Regions from separate parts of the Mus musculus genome. Here all the other regions are linked to region 3. A link is a contact called in public Hi-C data. All regions are on one chromosome and are shown on one strand. Each heading gives the region's core, a stretch centred on a gene start, on an enhancer-like site or on the middle of the called end of the contact. The rest is flanking DNA. Distances are from core to core; before and after follow the strand shown.

Region 1 (3,846 bases), core at 62-2,561, 790 kb before region 3:
TAAAGTTAATACTCAAGAGTGGAAAAACTAGAATTTTTATCAAAATCCTCAGGAAATCAGTAACTTGTGTCAGCAGGACAAATCCATTAATTGGAACAAATTTACTTTAGAAAATAAAATATATCTTCTCATTCAAAATTGACTAAGAAAACCCTAATTTGTTTATATTATAACCCTTCACTTAATCTTTAAATTTTACCTATTCGGGGGAGGGGGGTTGTTTACAGTTTCAGAGGCAAAAGTCAGCATTTGGATGGCTCTAGTGCACAGGCCAGTGATGAGGCAGAACATCTATGGTGGGAAGTAAATAACAGATCAAAGCTATCACATCATGACCAGAAAACATAGAGAGAGCTCACTTTTATAGGCCTTTTTCCTAGAACTCACTAAGCCATGAGTCCAAACATAAATTAGTCCATTCATGAGATCAGAATCTTCACAAGAGCCCAAACTTTGGCCATTTTTTTCATAGTAGACATTAGGAGATATTGACAATCTAAGCCATAATCTTCCACCCCAATTTAAAAAGGCTCGCATACCTCTCACAATACAAGATACCTTCAGTCTATCTGCAATTGTTTTCCTTGACTTGGTACCAGCATTGCTCAAAAGTCTGAAGTCTTCTGAAACATTGGCAAATTTTCTCTCCTCTATTTTTTTAAGTTACCACACAAAGGCATGCATTTATTTCCTTATAGAATCTTCATACATGTATGTCATTGAACTGTGTTCTGATCCCTCTCCTCCAGTGCCCCTACTCTCATGTCGAGGAAGTGGTCCCCTGCCTCCCACTAAGAGGTTCTGCTCTTCTGTCATTAGCATCACATTACTCTCTTTTGTCCCCCTTCATCTCTTGCTTAGCTTTGAGATCTCTTCCTCTCATCCCATGGTCCCCTTTCAGACACACATGCAGTGAGGAAGGCAGAGAGAGAGATAGAGAATGAAATTGTACATATGAGAAAAAAATGGCATATTTGTCTTTCTGAAGCTGGCTCATTTTACTTAATGTAATGATCTCCAGTTGCACCTGTTTTTCTGCCAATCTCCTGCATGATCTAAAATGTTTTCATGGCTTCATAAAACTTCATTGTGCATACGTATACGTATTTTCTTTATCCATTCATCTGCTGGTAATATATAATCCTGTTCCATTTCTTTGGTAATGAGAATAGTCAGAAATAGGCATGGACCAGCAATATTTCTGTGGTACGTTGACTTAGAGTCTTTTGGGTATTTATATGTAGGAGCTGAATAGCTTAGTCATGTAGTCGTTATTTTTAGTATTTTGAGGAACCTACACCGACTTCCCTAGTGGCTACACCAGTTTTCATTCCTATTTACCCACGTGGATGCTGTCACCATTAGAGGTAGCTCAGTTACTCATGGTGGCATATGAGATTTATTGGGTATTACTGCGATCAGATGGTTGATTATATATTCCCCCAATACCCATGAAAAACAAAAGTCACGATATCAGAGTGTAGACTAAATTCTTAGGAAAGAAAGAGAGGAATGATGGGAATGATGTCAATAATCAAGAAAGAGGTGAGGGGGGCCATGGTGGCACACAACTTTAAACCCACCATGCAGGAGGCAGGAGCAGGAGCATCTCTGTGAGTTTGAGGCTAGCCTGGTCTACAAAGTGAGTTGCAAGTTCTAGGACAGCCAGGGATACACAGTGAAACCCTGTCTTTTCGGGGGTAGGGGGGAGGCTCAAAGAACAAAACATAAACTTTTTAAAAAATGTAAAACTGCAATTCTTAGTCTTTGTTGGGAAGAAAACCCCGAAGCCCCAAATACGAAACAAGTCAGGACAGTACAATTGGCCTTGGTGACAGCAGACTGGAGGGTCTAGTAACAGGAAATAGAACACACACACACACACACATCTGTTCTGGCAACCTTAAATTTGGTGGTGGAAGTCGGTCTGTGCGCCCCTCATCCTGGATGGAGGATCAGAACTCGAGACATCCACTTCATCAGTCCTCACATCAGAGACTGCTGTGGGAAGGCCCAGTGTCTGACAGTGAGCGATGCTGGAGAACAATCCTGAGACACCCCACAGACTGTCAAGGTGGAAAAGAGCTAAAGCAAACTAAGACAAGAGGACACGGGGGCTGGGTGTAAAGCTTCTTCAACCCTTTTTTCTCGCTCAGTCATTGAGGTCAGAGGTACAGGTCTGCTCATGTCACGGGCAACCGTGTTGAGGAGTGGCAGTTCTAGAGTAGGTATGTCTCTGTGGGCATAGACTTAAGACCCTCAGTCTAGCTGCCTGGATGCCAGTCTTCTCCTAACAGCCTTCAGATGAAGATGTACAACTCTCAGTTCTTCCTGTACCATGCCTTGATGATAATGGACTGAACCTCTGAACCTGTAAGCCAACCCCAGTTAAATGTCCTCAAAAGAGTTGCCTTGGTCATGGTATCTGTTCACAGCAGTAAAACCCTGACGAAGACAGCCTCCTTTCTGTATGGAGCAGCTTATTGGACGGCCAGGGTCTGAAAGCAGGAAGAGTTCTGGCTCACTCAGTCAGCATGCCCTGCTGCAGAAAGGGATGTAATCAAGTGACACCCTTTAACTAGTTGTGCCACACCTGAGTGCATGCGGCCAGAGGCCTCTTGAGCAAGTGGAAACACGCCTAGTTCATGGGCCTTTGAAGGCTTGAAGAGTTGGCAGTTATTCCTGGAATGCAAAGAAGGCTTCTAGAGTGAATGCCGTCCTGCCGCTGACAATATACGTTCCAAAACAAACTACTATTGTGTGTTCAGTGGTGTGTGTGTGTCCATGTGTCTGTCTCTCTGTCACTCTGTGTGTGTGTGTGTGTGTGTGTGTGTGTGTGTGTGTGTGTGTGTGAGAGAGAGAGAGAGAGAGAGAGAGAGAGAGAGAGGATGTGGTTTTAAAAGAGAGAGAGAGAGAGAATGTGGTTTTAAATAAACCCCAACAGTTTCTGCAGTACACAAAACACCAAGATGATGGTGAAGAGACCAGAAGAAGATATCAGGTTCCCTGGAGCTACAGTGGTAGGCAATTTTGAAAGCTAGGAACCAAACTCTAGTCCTTCACACGAGCCTCAAATGCTCTTAACTACTGAGCCACCTCTCTGGCTCCTCCTTTCTCATTTTCACTCAATCCAAGATTCCAGCCATGATAGGTAGTCAAATTATTAGCTAACTAGCCAGACAATACATTTAATAAAAAGAAGTCAATGGACAGCAGAAGCTGCTGCAACATGGCTGATCTGTCAGTCGCTCCAACGGCCCTGAAATAACAAACTGCTGGCCTCTCGGAAGTCTTCTGGAGTCAGGTTTCTCAGGTAACTCTATAAAGTTTGGCTTTCTTAGTAATCAATCTATGTAAATATTTTTTACTACAGGCCGTCTCTTTCAATAATATGGTCACCTATGTACAGGAAAAGAAACAAATCTATCCATAGATAGCCTTAGATGGTCTCTCAGTCTGCCTGTCAGTTAGCTCCAGAGAGTACTCTTTCTTAACAGCCACAGTATTTGGATGTGGTTTTAAATAAACCCCAACAGTTTCTGCAGTAGGCAAACCACCGAGATGACGGTGAAGAGATAAGCAGCTCTGTAGAACTGAACTGTTTGTACAAGAGCCACATAACCTCATAGTCTTAAAATAACCGGCTCTTCAAGACAGCACTTTGTTCATTCATGTGCCACTTACACAAGGTATCTAAGAGTGGAGAAAATCCTTCACTAAATATTTTCCCCAAATATTCTGTAATATATTTGTAATACTCAAAATATTTCCCCAAAGAAATGTGTTCAGTCTCTACCCTGATCCTTCCCTCTATAAACAGGTAGTGGGGGGCGGGAGTATGACTTC
Region 2 (4,053 bases), core at 146-2,645, 610 kb before region 3:
TATATGCTTGTATATGTATGTATATGTATGGGAGCACACGTGGTAGATCGTGTACGTGGGTGCTAGGTAGACAACTTGTGGGAGTAGGTTCTCTATGTCTACTTCATGGGTCACAGGTTGTGAACTCAGGTGGCCAGGCTTCATTGCAGGTGCTTTGAGCCACTGAGCCATATCACCATCCCTTAATTTTAAAAATATTTAAATTGAAGATACCAATTGTGATCTTAGGAGGTATTTAACATAGATGCACATTACGTTGCTCAAATGTTCTGATTCTTACTTTCAGGGGACAGCTGCTCAGTCGTCTTGTTGACAGGGAGGGGGGATTAAATTGCAGCTATGTTAGGGAAAACTTCAGTGTAACTCTTAGATATGGGAAGCATTTGCTGCAGGAAAGGAAGCAAATAGGAATATTTCTGTACAGTACAGTGTGTACTGTTTCTTTGACTCTTGCTGAGACTCAGACAAGGAGGATGCCAAGCATGTGGGAGGGTGGAGGAGGAGGAGAAGAAAGTTATGGCAGAAGTAGGGGTGTGAAGACAATAAGAGCCTATGTTTATGTCTGAGACTGGAATGTCAAGGCAGTTGTTTTAGTCTTTTTTGTGCTCTTTTAAGAGAATGCTGCAGACTAGGTTATTTTAAATGGCTCTATGTCTATATCATCTTTATCTATCTATCTATCTATCTATCTATCTATCTATCTATCTATCTATCAATTATCTATATACCAATCATTTCTCTATGTATCTATCATCTATCTCCATCCATCTGTGTATCTAGTGTAGATTTATCTCTCTCTATCATATCTATTTATGTCTATCATCTCTTTATGTATCTATCTACCTACCTACCTATTATCTATCTATCTATCTATCTATCTATCTATCTATCTATCTATCTATCAATCATCTCTCTATGTGTCTATCATCTATCTCCATCTATCTATCTGTGTATCTAGTGTTGATCTGTATCTATCTATCTATCTATCTATCTATCTATCTATCTATCTATCTATCATCTATCATCTCTCTATGTATCTATCATCTATCTATCTCCATCTATCTATCTGTGTATCTAGTGTTGATCTGTCTCTATCTATCTATCTATCTATCTATCTATCTATCTATCTATCTATCTATCTACCTATCATCTGGGGAGTCTAAAAGCAAGGGACTGTTACCCTTTCAAGAGCCTTTTACTGCATTGCCCCCACATGGCCAAAGATAGACAAAAAAGAGGAAGGGTGTAAAATTCACTTCTGTTATGAAATACACTTGCAACAGGGACACTAATTCATGAAAGTAGAAAAATGACAACTAACACACTGCTGTGGAGAAGCCCCACCTCCCAGCACTGTTACACTGGGACTTAAGTTTCTACAGTAGAAACTTTGTGACATTCATTCAAACCATAGCAGTATGAAGTACCACACTGGGAGAGGAACCCCGGATCCAACAGAATGTCCTTAACCATCCTGCTTCCTCATTTATTAATATGAACTCAGGAAAATGGCTTTCAAAGACCAAGTTTCATTATTATAATGCAGAGATAATAAAAGTCACACAGCAAGAAGTGTTGCTAAAGATTTATTATAAATGCTTAGCTATCACTCCCTTAGTATACTTCATGTGGTAAGGGGCTTACTCGTTACTGTTCAGATCTTTGCTCTGGAAATAAACACAGATACATCTTGACCTACTCTGTAGAGAGGGTGGACTTCTATTCTTTTTATGTGAGAATAAAGTTTCTTGTGTTTTACATAACTATCATGGCAAATTATTTTGTAAATATCACATGCTTAGCATTCAGTGGATGGAGTTTCCTTCACTTATGAAAGAGAATTTAAAAAAAAAAGATCTATTATGGTTATGATAAGGGAAGCAAGTGTGGTATGGCAAGACGGCATGAGCTCTCCCATACAGGAAGCTTTAAAGAAGTCCATCTTGGAGCTGGGTGCGGTGGCACATGCCTTTAATATCTACACTCTGGAGGCAGAGGCAGGCAGATCTCTGTGAGTTCAAGGTCAGCGTGGTCCTCAAAGAGAGTTTCAGAACAGCCAGGGCTGTTACATACAGAAATCCTACCTCACCTGTGCCCCCCTCCCCAAAGTCCATTTTGTAGAAGTTGAGTGTAGAATGGTGAACACCAGAGGTCAGTGAGAGTAGATGGTGAGAGGGTAAGGGAACATTGGCAACTAGTTACTATGTTACAGTTAGAAAAATCAAGAAGTTCTACCACATTATTTCAAAGCAGGTTAATAGGTAACAGTAATGTACTTAATGTATTTAATTTTTGGCATTTTGTACTAAATCTTTGCCGGTCCCATGTCTTCAACGTGTCTTGCAAAAGTGACTACTCATAGGTTTGTTCTAAAATATCATCATTATCTTGTGATCCTGGCATATGCCAATTGATTTTATTTTAAGGGATACCATATATTATCAAAATGCTTTTTGTGTCTATGCAAGGCCTAATATGAAATAACACATATCCTCCTAAATTTACTGTGGTCTTATCTGACCTGCTTCAGTCTTATACTTTCCATTGTTTTATTTATAATTTGGTATTTTTCTTTTGGGTAGAAGTTAACTTTATACACATACATACATATATATGTATATACACATATATGCACATGTATATATACACACACACACATAGGTAAAGGGGGCACAGGAAATGACTACCAAACAGATGTCAGAACATCTTTTTAAAGACCACATAATGGAGCATATTTGCATGGAAATGTATTACTAGCCAGACCTTCTGTAAGTTCAAGTTATTAATTGGATTGAAGTGAGCTTATAAAGGGCATGGCTGCTTATCAAAAATAAAATCCAATCAATCCAGTTTGAGACAAGGAGGACAAAACCAAGTGACTCCATTACAGAGAGTCATGGGCATCCAGAGGGGTCATCAAGGAGCTGAGGAGGAGACTGGAAAGGCTGGGCATCCTATGGTAGTTTTCATCTCAGTGGCCTCTGCCAAGTTCATTTCTCTTTGATCGTTTCTCTTTACTAATTATCTCTGTTTGCATGCCAATTAATTTGAAGTGCTAGCCACAAAGTTGCACAATTCTGAGTTTTTTGTTTGTGTTTGCTTTTTGTTTTTGTACTGGTGACTAAATTCTGGCTTCACAAGTGCTAGAGAAGTACTCTACCACAGATGCCCATCTCCAGCCCCGAGAGAAGAATTTGCATGGGCTTTGAGTAAGGTATTTTCAAACGTTCTCAGAAATGTGGAATCAGCACTATAGGGAGAGAATTATGTGTGAGGGAATTAGGTAGAGAGACAGAGAGTAGGTAATATGAATTTCAGAGAAGGAACAATTGCTTCCAATTATGTTTAATGAATATAAATATTTAGTATCAATATTATTGATTAATTCCCATTAATTATTTTTAAAATGTTTAAACATTTTCTTTTCTTTATGCTTGTGTGTATGGTTTGGGGAGGCATAATTTTTAGAAGGGATGCTTTAAAAAGTCATATACTATTGTTTTATAAGCTTCACACACACACACACACACACACACACACACACACACACGCACACACACACACACACACGTTGCATGCACAAGCTTTATTTAATTGGAGTTTCCTTACATGGGGGATAATGCTCTTCGCAGAAGTTGCCAAATAAAACCCCAGTGCCAGGTGTGTGATGCTTGGGTTGCTGGTTGTGACTATACTGAAGATCCTCCCAAAGCGATTGAGGTGATTGCAATTACTCTTGATTATCCACCAGAACTTGATAAGACCTAAATGCTGAGGATAGCACATACTTCAGATATAGGATGTGGGGGAATCAAATTGGTACTGACTGGGAATCTTCATTCCCACAGGCAACTTTTCATGCTCCAAAAGGTGCTGTGTGGTCTGCAGGGGGAATAAGTAAAGGAGCAGTGTAAGAGTGTCTGTCTACCAAAGGCTATCACCATTGGGCAGCCTCTATAGGTTAGTCCCAAATGGATAAAGCAAATGGAAATGTTAATCATCCGCTGTGAGAAACAAGGATCTGGAAAACAAGGATGCTTTAGTGAGCATGGG
Region 3 (3,496 bases), core at 214-2,713:
TGTAAAAAGTAGAAAATACATTATATATTTACCAAATGTATCTGGAATGGCTACACTAATACCAGAGCAAATAAATGTAAGAACAAGGGCTACTGACTGAAGTAAAGAGGATCATCTCAGAACACCAGTACTAAAGCTAAGCTGTCAGGTAACTCCTAAGTTTGTACATATGAGCGTACATGTGTTTCAAAATATGTTAATCACAGCTGCCAACACTGAAGGGAGAAACACTCAAACAAGCACAGTTGCTTTCTCTCATCCATAGTGATGTGGCAAGATCCCAGGATGCCTGAAGCTGCAAAGCTAAACCATTACTGTACTATGTTTAATTTTTTCTATATATACATAACTAAGATAAACTTTTGCCTCCCGTTAAGGAGAGGAATGCATAGCTTTCCTCTGCTACATCGAAACTCTCAGCAGCATCTTTTGAACAGTCCCATTGTTAAAGCAAAAGGTGGTTTAATTGTCGGCAAGCGCTGCAGCAGCTGATCTGGGAACCAGTGACCAGTGGGTGGACAATGTCTATAGTGTAGAACACTGGACAAAGAAAGAGCAGATTCACTTCGTGGGTGGGATAGCGGTGGGGAATATGAGATTTCATTAATAACTGAACAGGGTGTAACCTCTAAGTTATTGGGGAGTAGAGAGAAGATATGAAGTTGAGGCAGATTCAGTCTAGAATGAATTAGTGGAAGGAATGTGGGATGAATACAATCAAACCACACAGTATGACATTCTTAATTCATAAAAATATATTATAAAATGGTTGGAAGACAGGAAATGAAGACATAAAGCCCTCCTTATTGGTGATGGTATGGTCCACTGATATAGAAATCTCATGGCATGTACAAAAGGTTACAAGAATAAATGAGCTGAGAATTCAAGATACACATAAAAAATGGCACATCTATATGGATACCAGTCAAAAATAATCAGAAGTTTATTTTTTCTTAAAATGATAGCACCCAAGGAAATACAAGGCTTATATACCTGCAAGGACAAAAAATGAAAATTAAAAAATAAATAATTTCAGAGATCTAAAAAAGTAGAGATGTATAAAAACACTCATGGACAGTAAGACTTATTGTAAAAGTGTTTATTCTTCCAAATAATTCACACATTTAGTATAACTCCAATCAAAATCTAGTCTTTTCTGTATAAGTGACAGGATTGTTCTCATGTCTCCAGTGGAATTGTGAAGCACTTAAAATACCCCAAAGCTGCTGTTCTCAACCGGGGTAGTGACCCCCTTTGGCAAACTTCTAGCTCTAAAAATATTTACATTACAATTCCTAACAATAGCAAAATTACAGTTATGGAGTAGCAATGGAAATACTGCTATGGTTGGGAGTCAGCACATAGGAGAAACCGTATGAAAAGAGTTCAGCATTAGGAAGGCTGAGAACCACTGCCTACGGGATTCTGAGAAAACGGACGTGCCTAAATGAATGAGGAAGTCTCTCTCACTTTACCCCTCGATATGAAACCACAGTAAGAGGCTTGAGAACAGTCTATCAGTACAGCAGAGTTCAGGAGGAGCCCACTCTTGAAATCTGACTTGCTACAGAGAAGGCAAGGAAAGGTGCTATAGAGGTTACAGATCGCCACGTGAAGAAAGTATACCCTTCTATCTAGCACTGCAGAGAAACCAGGCTCTCCCAGCACCAAACACAAGAAAGAAAGAAACAAACAAACAAAACAAACAAAAAATGCAGTTGTTACTTTTTAAGTACTCTAAAAGAAATCATAAGAGGAAATGATACTGAATTTTTCTAGACCAAGATTTCTTAATACATTAAGAGTGTTAGCCACAGATGAAAATTGTAATTATTTTCATCATACTAAATAACTTTTCTGTATCAAGAGACATTTTAAAAATGGAAGACAAGGTCAAGATCCTGAAGACCACATCTGGAAAGTGTTCTCTGGAGATATTTGTACCCAAGCACACACAGCTATTAAATTAATCAAAGCATCGCTGAGGTAGGAGAGATGGCTCAGAGGCAGTTGCTTGCTCTTAGTTCCCAGCACCCTCTTGGTTCCCAGGAACCCTGTGTGCAAGGAGAATCACAACTGCTTGGAACTCTACCTACAAAGTAATCCCACCCTTCTATGGCCTTGACGCAGGTGGCAGGCTATAGCTGCTTCCCTGAGGTACAGAAGCTCAGCAGCAGTAATGACTAGGGAGACTTTAAGTAATGACTAGGGAGACGCACTTTAAGGTCACAGCTCCTAACTCAGTACAGAATGGTTCAAATTAAGACCTGCACTCCAGCTTTTGCAACAGTGCAATTCTCATCCTGCCAGTGCAAAGAAAAAAACATTACAGACACTTTGCAAACTGTTTAACACTTTCTTAAATATGTATCTCACTTCTAGTAATTAACCAGAAGAAATGAAGATATAGAAAACTTGATTTGAATATATATATAGTAACTTCACTTAATGGAAACTCTGGAAGCACCCATTTGTGTACTTGGGTAGTAAGCAGATAAATTAGGAAACATATGTACCCATCATATATGCACCAGGAATGATTAACCTCAAAATAATGGTGCTGAAAGAAACCAGAAAGGAGTGTGTTTGTGATTTCATCTTTATACAAGTTTGGAAACACACACTAACCTAGGAACCTTTGTATTGTTCTCACCGAAAGAAAAGAGACAGTGGATGGACAGAGGGTATTCACTGGGGAATGACAGCCGTGTTAATTAGTGACCTGGAGTAACAGTTTCAGGGAATATACTTACATCCAAGTGGCAATGGTATACTCTAAATATATAGAATTTATTGCTTGCCTCTTATTGCCCACTAAAGCTGCTCTATGATCAGGGATAACATCCATTCAAAAATACAGCATAAAGGAAATTTTAAGATGAACCACATTCATCTAATTAAAAATTAACTGTCGTGGAACAATAATCTTTAAAACCCACCTAGGAGCTATGATATTATTTACTACTCTCTTTTGTTTTACATGACTGTTTTTCATTTTAATGTCAAAAACATGGATCTGTTTTAAGAAATATTTATCCCGAGACTATTTATAAGTTTTACAAAATTACAGAATAATTTGATTCTGTATCAACAGAAACAGAATTCTGATGAAAGTCAAATAACACAGTAACAAACAGGAAGATTCCGCAAAGGACTGAACGCTGCTTCCTAAGTAAATCGCTTACCTCTCGTAATTGCTTTCTTGCGTTAGCTAATTATTCAACTCTAATTACTAACATATCATCTAGTTTTGCTGAACCTCGACCGACGTTCTACTCACCAGCTGTTTCTCCTGTTTCTCTAAGGCTGCTCGGTCCCTGATGATGGCCCTCTGGGTGCCACGCAGCTCTCGATTCTGTTCCTTTATGACATCTATGAGGAACACAAAAGGACCTTGAAATTATGGCGGTAAGACTTTCCTCGATACCACTTAAAACACTGGACTAAGAATGTAACACAAAAGGAAACTATGATTTACTAGACAATTTTCTTTCAA

The links. A called contact is a pair of places that touch in the nucleus more often than the background predicts.
Region 1: a contact with region 3 is called in a Hi-C map of bone marrow-derived macrophages, with 11 read pairs. The contact joins two enhancer-like sites. A contact is called at or near these places in 6 of 39 promoter capture datasets (the 3T3-L1 cell line, the C10 cell line, hippocampal neurons and 1 more), 2 of 15 datasets of contacts at CTCF or cohesin (large pre-B cells and pro-B cells), 31 of 484 Hi-C or Micro-C datasets (B cells, the Ba/F3 cell line, the G1E-ER4 cell line and 19 more), 10 of 115 datasets of contacts at active chromatin or transcription factors (the NIH/3T3 cell line, astrocytes, bone marrow-derived dendritic cells and 5 more) and 4 of 9 other capture datasets (adipose tissue, embryonic stem cells, liver and 1 more).
Region 2: a contact with region 3 is called in a Hi-C map of bone marrow-derived macrophages, with 11 read pairs. The contact joins two enhancer-like sites. A contact is called at or near these places in 7 of 39 promoter capture datasets (the C10 cell line, the HPC-7 cell line, cranial neural crest and 3 more), 2 of 484 Hi-C or Micro-C datasets (bone marrow-derived macrophages and nephron progenitors), 1 of 115 datasets of contacts at active chromatin or transcription factors (embryonic stem cells) and 1 of 9 other capture datasets (embryonic stem cells).

The regions. Positions count from the first base shown.
Region 1 is chr16:64,755,195-64,759,040 of GRCm38.p6, forward strand. No RefSeq gene overlaps it. Among named protein-coding and RNA genes, the nearest start is that of 4930453N24Rik, 14 kb to the right of the region's middle. Within about 2 kb of position 1,312, at least 43 of the 459 cell types and tissues checked have an H3K27ac peak or open chromatin away from gene starts, as enhancers often do. A contact at or near this core is called in bone marrow-derived macrophages, where this site is marked.
Region 2 is chr16:64,933,731-64,937,783 of GRCm38.p6, forward strand. The region is part of intron 2 of Htr1f (5-hydroxytryptamine (serotonin) receptor 1F); the gene reads right to left. Among named protein-coding and RNA genes, the nearest start is that of Gm33971, 61 kb to the left of the region's middle. Within about 2 kb of position 1,396, at least 12 of the 459 cell types and tissues checked have an H3K27ac peak or open chromatin away from gene starts, as enhancers often do. A contact at or near this core is called in bone marrow-derived macrophages, where this site is marked.
Region 3 is chr16:65,547,683-65,551,178 of GRCm38.p6, forward strand. It overlaps Chmp2b (charged multivesicular body protein 2B), which reads right to left. Exons shown (of 6, transcript NM_026879.3): 2 at 3,281-3,372. Among named protein-coding and RNA genes, the nearest start is that of Chmp2b, 13 kb to the right of the region's middle. Within about 2 kb of position 1,464, at least 14 of the 459 cell types and tissues checked have an H3K27ac peak or open chromatin away from gene starts, as enhancers often do. A contact at or near this core is called in bone marrow-derived macrophages, where this site is marked.